2 separate regions of the Gossypium hirsutum genome follow, and region 1 is linked to region 2. A link is a contact called in public Hi-C data. All regions are on one chromosome and are shown on one strand. The core of a region is the stretch at or near the end of the contact, and the rest is flanking DNA. Distances in the headings are between cores, read along the strand shown. Region 1 holds the start of LOC107922790 (probable arabinose 5-phosphate isomerase). Region 2 holds the start of LOC107923038 (actin-depolymerizing factor).

Region 1 (2,754 bases), core at 236-2,735, 190 kb before region 2:
TCTGTAAATGTGCCAAGCAAGTGATATTCATCATCTATAACCACCAAGCATCCGCATCCTTTGCTACTCAGCTCCACCAGTTGCTCCATTATCAAATCGCCTTCCTTGCAAATTGGAAGCTCATCTTTCTTCTTCATCACGTCTTTTACCTACAAACACAAAAGCCCCAATCCATCATTCTACAAATCCAAGTTTTTTATTTTTTTATTTTTTTTAAGTGATTATTTTCTTGTCCTTCATGTTGCCTCCACATTACCTCTGAAAATTAAGCAATGAAGAAACTAAAGCACAAATTAAGCTGAAAAAAATGAAAGGAAAATGAAAAACTAAAAAAGAGGACAAATTTCAGTTTCAAATGTCCATCAATCCCAATTATCTTGACAATGACATGATCCCTAAAAATAGAAATTCAAATAAATGCATCAAAATTACTACAACGAGCAATATATCAAACATTATTCTTTTTTTTTTTTTTTGCAGTTTTCATCGTTCTGCAGCTTCTTATATGAACCAAATATTAGCAAACAAAAAGAACAGTCTTTGAAAGCCCAGATCTCGAACAATTTGAGAGCGATCAACTTTATCAAAGATCATTAAACATCCACTAACAAAAAAGACTCATCATCAGAAGCAATTAAATTTATCAAAAATCTAATCTGAAAGGCAGCATTTAAGAATAAGGGGAAAAAAGAGAAAAAGCAAACCTTGAAAATAAGGCTTTTCCCAATCCTCCCAGCGGGATGATTGGCCGCGTATTGCTCCTTAGTCAAGTTCCTAGCTCCCATAAGCGCAATAGCCACGGTGTCGCCAAATACCATCTGGATCGCATTGGAAGTGACCGGCGCCAGATCAAAGGGACACAACTCCCTCTCCAACGGCAGATGCACATTCATGTCGCAAGCGTTGGCCAGGGCATTGTTAGAAAAGGAGGTAACGGAAATGAGATAAACCCCCTTGGCTCTGGCACAGGGAAGGAGACGAAGGAGTTCTTCAGTGGAGCCGGATTTAGAAAAGAGGACGAGAACGTCGGCAGAGGAGAGTGCGCCAATGTCGCCGTGGAGAGCGTCGAGAGGGGAGAGGAAAGAGGAGCGGATGTCTAGGGAGACTAGGGTTTGGGAGATCTTGCTGGCGACGAAACCGGATTTTCCGACACCGGAGAAGAAAATGGTGCCACGAGAATTGAGGAGGGTTTGGGTGAAGGATAATGCTTGGGAAAAGTCGAGGTTTTGGAAGAAGTAATTGAGGTGGTTTTGTTGGGATTTGAAGAGGTTGAGAAGGGTAGTTTCGGAAAGGAGTTGGAGGTGAGGGGGCTTTCCCAACGGCGGTAATGGGAGGTCCAGTGACGGAGGAAGCGACCCCATTGTTGATGCTCTCAGATCTTGATATTTTTTCTCCGTTGTTTCCTTTTGCATAAAATGTTTGCGAAGGAAGAAAGAGAGCGCGTTTAGTTTTACTTTTTTTCTTTGGTTCAAATGAGCGCGTCTAGATTTGGCAGTTAATTTTTCGCGGTAAATAAAGGAAGAGTTTAGTTTTGGATACGTCTGCATGGAGTATACGTATTTATTAATTTTTTTAAATTTCAATACATTAATTATTAAATGGATTTTTTTTATTTTTTAGAGGAAATATATAATTTTAAATTTAAGTGAAGTAATAACACAATATATCCACTTGATGTCCCCTAAATCAACACAACATATATAAAATTAAGTTAATTATGTGACAATGAAATTTAATAAAAAATTCAATATCAGTTTATAAGATCAAAATCTATAAATTTTAAGCTTTATTCATAAATTTACCTGGAATTATTCCCTTTTTTTATTTAAATTTAGTCTTAATACGATTATCCTTTTGTATATTTTAGTCCAAAAACATAAAAAATAAACAGCCTATAATAAGATGCCACATGGCATTTAATATTTTTAATATTAAATTTAATTAAATTAAAATAAAAACTAATTTTACACTCTCTCTCCTGTCTCCCCACACACACACACACACACTCTCTCTCTCTCTCTCTCTCTCACACACACACACCATAGCTTAAGTTTCTGGCTACTGATATATATCAAAATATTCATGGTCATGGTTTATGGCTTCTGCCAAGGCAAGGGTCGTGAGAAGAGTGAATCTCCTGTCGTCTTGTGGGGGAGCTCATCGCAAATGGAAACTATTTACAGTAATGGAGTTTTTTACTCTCCAACTGTTTCCACTTTTCATACAAATGGGATTACTAGGGTCACACATCTCGGTGTTGTAGGACGAGGCGTGAAGTGTGTTTTAATGAGTGTAGAAGCAGTAGATTCGGGCTCAATAAAGAAACCGAAAATCAAACCATCGTCGGACAAAGGAGATAGCAACAGTTCCCCCTTGATGTTTTTTGGTCCTAGATTGTAGATTCTGACAGTACATGCTTAGTAATTGTTAGTAAAACTTAGTAATCATTGAGGGTATGCTCTTAAATCATACCATACTAATGCTTGAAGTTAATGGATTATTTTAAAACTCAGAGAAGAAATCTATGGTGCCATGAACTTATTTGCATTTACCTGTTGCTGCCATATGTGAAGATTTATTGAACAGTGCATGTATTACATTGCATACACTTTCCCATATATATATGCATATATTACATACAGGAGTGAGAGAGAGAGAAAGCACGAGGAATTAAATTAAATTTTAAAAAAAGATATTAAATACTACGTGGAATTATATTATAGGCTGTTTGTTTTTTTGTTTAATGCTGTTACG
Region 2 (3,077 bases), core at 540-3,039:
TAAATCCAATTTTCCCTTCATTGTCTATTTTATTTGCTCTTTCGAGATTCGAACCCTAAGACCCTTTAGGATTTCACGATACTCAGAGTTTACAATCAAGTCCCATAGGCTCAACTCTCAACTTGGAACTGGAAAGCAAGAGTTAACCACTTGAGAACTAAGTAAACAAAGCCAAACCCGCGTTCTAGCACCTTAAAGTCCCCAACTAAGGTTACAAGCTCGTGTTACCAAGCTCGACTTCTAAATTGCTTGTAGGAGCCTTCATTGGTTTTAGTAGCGAGAAACGAAAATAATTCTCATGTTTAAACAATTGCAAAGAAATTGCTTCTAAATTGTTGGAAATATACTATTGCAAACAAAAACATTAGTAATGACAAGAAACCAAACTAAATGTAGATAAATAAAGCAATCACGGTACCGTGGAAGAACCACTGCCTTAGAAGTGATTTCACCCTAATCTGTGTAATCAAAAATGGGCATCGCCCTTCAAGATTAACACAATACTTCCAAATTTGTGCATTCGAATGAGGAAGATAGAACTCAAAAGGTTTACTCTTCTCGTAAATTTTGGGAAATAAACTAGAAGAAACTCAAGTAAACTACACTAGATTCAATTCACAGGAAAGATTGGAGGGTTCACAGATGACCCCCTTAAAATCCAATCTCTTAGACAGAATATCGCACTAATGTAATTTAGTAAAACACTAAAATTTTCTAGAGAGTAAGAATGAGAGAGAAAATAGATAACTGGGTTTTCTTGTTTTTCTATGTTGTGAAAAATAAGTAGAATTTTGTTTTCAGAAGATGCAAAATGGTAAAATAACAATGTCAGTTTCAAAAAATAGTAAATGATTTTCCTCAATAAAAAATATTCTACAATAATCAAAAGATTTTTCTCAACCCAAAAATATTTTACAATAAAAAATATTTTGAAAAAATATTTTTGATTTTACATTAACAACAGAAATTACTTGCGTTTGGATGTTTTGAAGCTGTTGGTGAAGCTTGGTGTCATGGTGGTAGAAGTGAGAGGAGAACAAAAAGGGAAATAGAGCAGTGAAATCCTTGTAGACGAAGTCAAGGAAGGCCAGCAAAAGAATGGGTCAAAAATTGGGCTGCAAGGTAGGCCAGCAATTCAAATGGGACCAGTTAAGAGCACCACAACATAAACAGAAGAATCTAAGGAATGGGGTAGTTAATGGAAACAGGCCCAACGATCATTCAAAAGGGTTTTAGCACCAACGATTTAGGAATTAAATAAAAGATCAGAGTTTGTTATCATTCATCGTAGATAAATATCCTTGTCAACTTTCTATATAACCTTAATCTGCACAATCTCATCCTTCAGACCCGGGCCATAACACTTGTTCTTTAAAATTTTAAAAAGTTACTTTCAAAATTATAAGGGTTATAATTTTTTTTTTTTTTTAGGTTCAAAGATCACTACTTCAATTAAATTCATCAACAATTATAAAGTTGTCATTGGGATAATCCATTTCGAACGACAGATTACAACGATTATATAAAGAACATTTACAAGGGTTATAACTTGTTTATGTTAGTAAGTAGACGTATCTACAATTTATCTATATATTTTTAATTTTTTGGTTTTTCTATACGTTATATCCAAATTAATATTTAACGTTAAAAGATGTTATTGATACAATTAGAAACTAAATAATAAAGAAACCGGATACGCAGCGATTGGATGATGCAAAGGGAGCCCCACGGACGGCTGAGATTTGTATATTTTGTGTGAAGGTCAAAGTGAAAATTTTATCATGAGAGACAGAAATACAAGCGTTTATCCGACGCACCGCCCATCTTTTTTATTTTCCTATTCTTCTCGTCCTGTTCTATTTATTTTTGGGAAGATACATGTGTCATTTTCATTTTGTCAAATATTTTACAATTTCCAACTCGTTACCCTGCCTCGCTCTTCATTTCTCTCATTCCTCGGTTTCTTTTTTCTTTAATCTGAACTTCACTAAGCTGCCATGTCGTTTACAGGACTGGGTCGGGTATTTCTTCCTCTTCCTTTCTTTTAGTTTCATGGTTCATCTTTTCATGTTAGTTTCTTTTTCCTAAAATGTTTGAGTTGCTAGTTCCTAGGCTTTTTTCTGTTCTAAACTAGGATCAATTGTATGTTTTACTAACTAACGTCTGAATGAGTTTCATTTTAACTTCTTGTTCACAAGAATCATTAGTCTTAGGTGCTATAAATGATTTGATGTGGTAGTAAACATAGCCAATCCACTTGGATTATGAGTCTCTCTTAGATATTCTGGGGGGGGGGGTAAAGTGAATATTATGCCTTTCAACTTTAATTTCTTCCATTGCATGTTCTATATATTGTTTGTTTTCCTTAAAATTTTGGATTACTTCACACATGTTTCAGCCTTGTGCTTGTGGCTAATAAGTTTGCCACATGATTGCTTGTTCAAGACTTAATCTCCTAAACTAGTAAACATTTTTCAACCCCATCATCTGAAGAAGATTATGAAAAACTTACCTATCAAATGATTGTATGACAGCCAAATGCCACATCTGGCATGTGCGCTGCCGGTCACGCCAAGGATACATTTTTGGAACAGAAAAGGAAGAAAATTTACCGCTATTTGGTATTTAGGATCGATGAGAAGAAAAGAAAAGTTGTGGTTGAGAAAACTGGTGATCCAGCTGAGACTTATGATGACTTCACTGCATCTCTTCCCGAGAATGATTGTCGATATGCTGTATATGACTTCGATTTTGTTACTTCTGACAATTGCCAAAAGAGCAAGATTTTCTTCATTGCATGGTTAGTTTTCTTTCCCTTTGATTGTCTTTATATTGTAGTGAACACATTTGGTAGTAGTCATAAAGGAAGAGAGTAGGTGTTGCATATGTTGGGATTTGGTTTTGGTTACAGTCTCTTGAATGTGCTGTTATAGTTTTATTACCTTGATGCTTCTTCAATTTTTGCACAATTGAAGTTTTATGTGAATTTGGTAGCCTAGCACCTGGAAAGGAATTAAAAGGAACGATAAGAGGGATCAAGCCGTCAGGGTTGCCTCTGAGCTTTCCATGGCAGCATT

What was found. A called contact is a pair of places that touch in the nucleus more often than the background predicts.
Region 1: a contact with region 2 is called in a Hi-C map of leaf, with 1.9 times the contacts expected there. The contact joins the promoter of LOC107922790 here to the promoter of LOC107923038 in region 2. A contact is called at or near these places in 2 of 34 Hi-C or Micro-C datasets (callus and leaf).

What each region holds. Positions count from the first base shown.
Region 1 is chrA11:15,637,217-15,639,970 of Gossypium_hirsutum_v2.1, reverse strand. LOC107922790 (probable arabinose 5-phosphate isomerase) reads right to left here and starts at 1,485. Exons shown (of 3, transcript XM_016852960.2): 1 at 705-1,485; 2 at 1-149. The coding sequence starts at 1,412.
Region 2 is chrA11:15,447,675-15,450,751 of Gossypium_hirsutum_v2.1, reverse strand. It overlaps LOC107923038 (actin-depolymerizing factor), which reads left to right and starts at 1,789. Exons shown (of 3, transcript XM_016853248.2): 1 at 1,789-2,021; 2 at 2,535-2,800. The coding sequence starts at 1,998.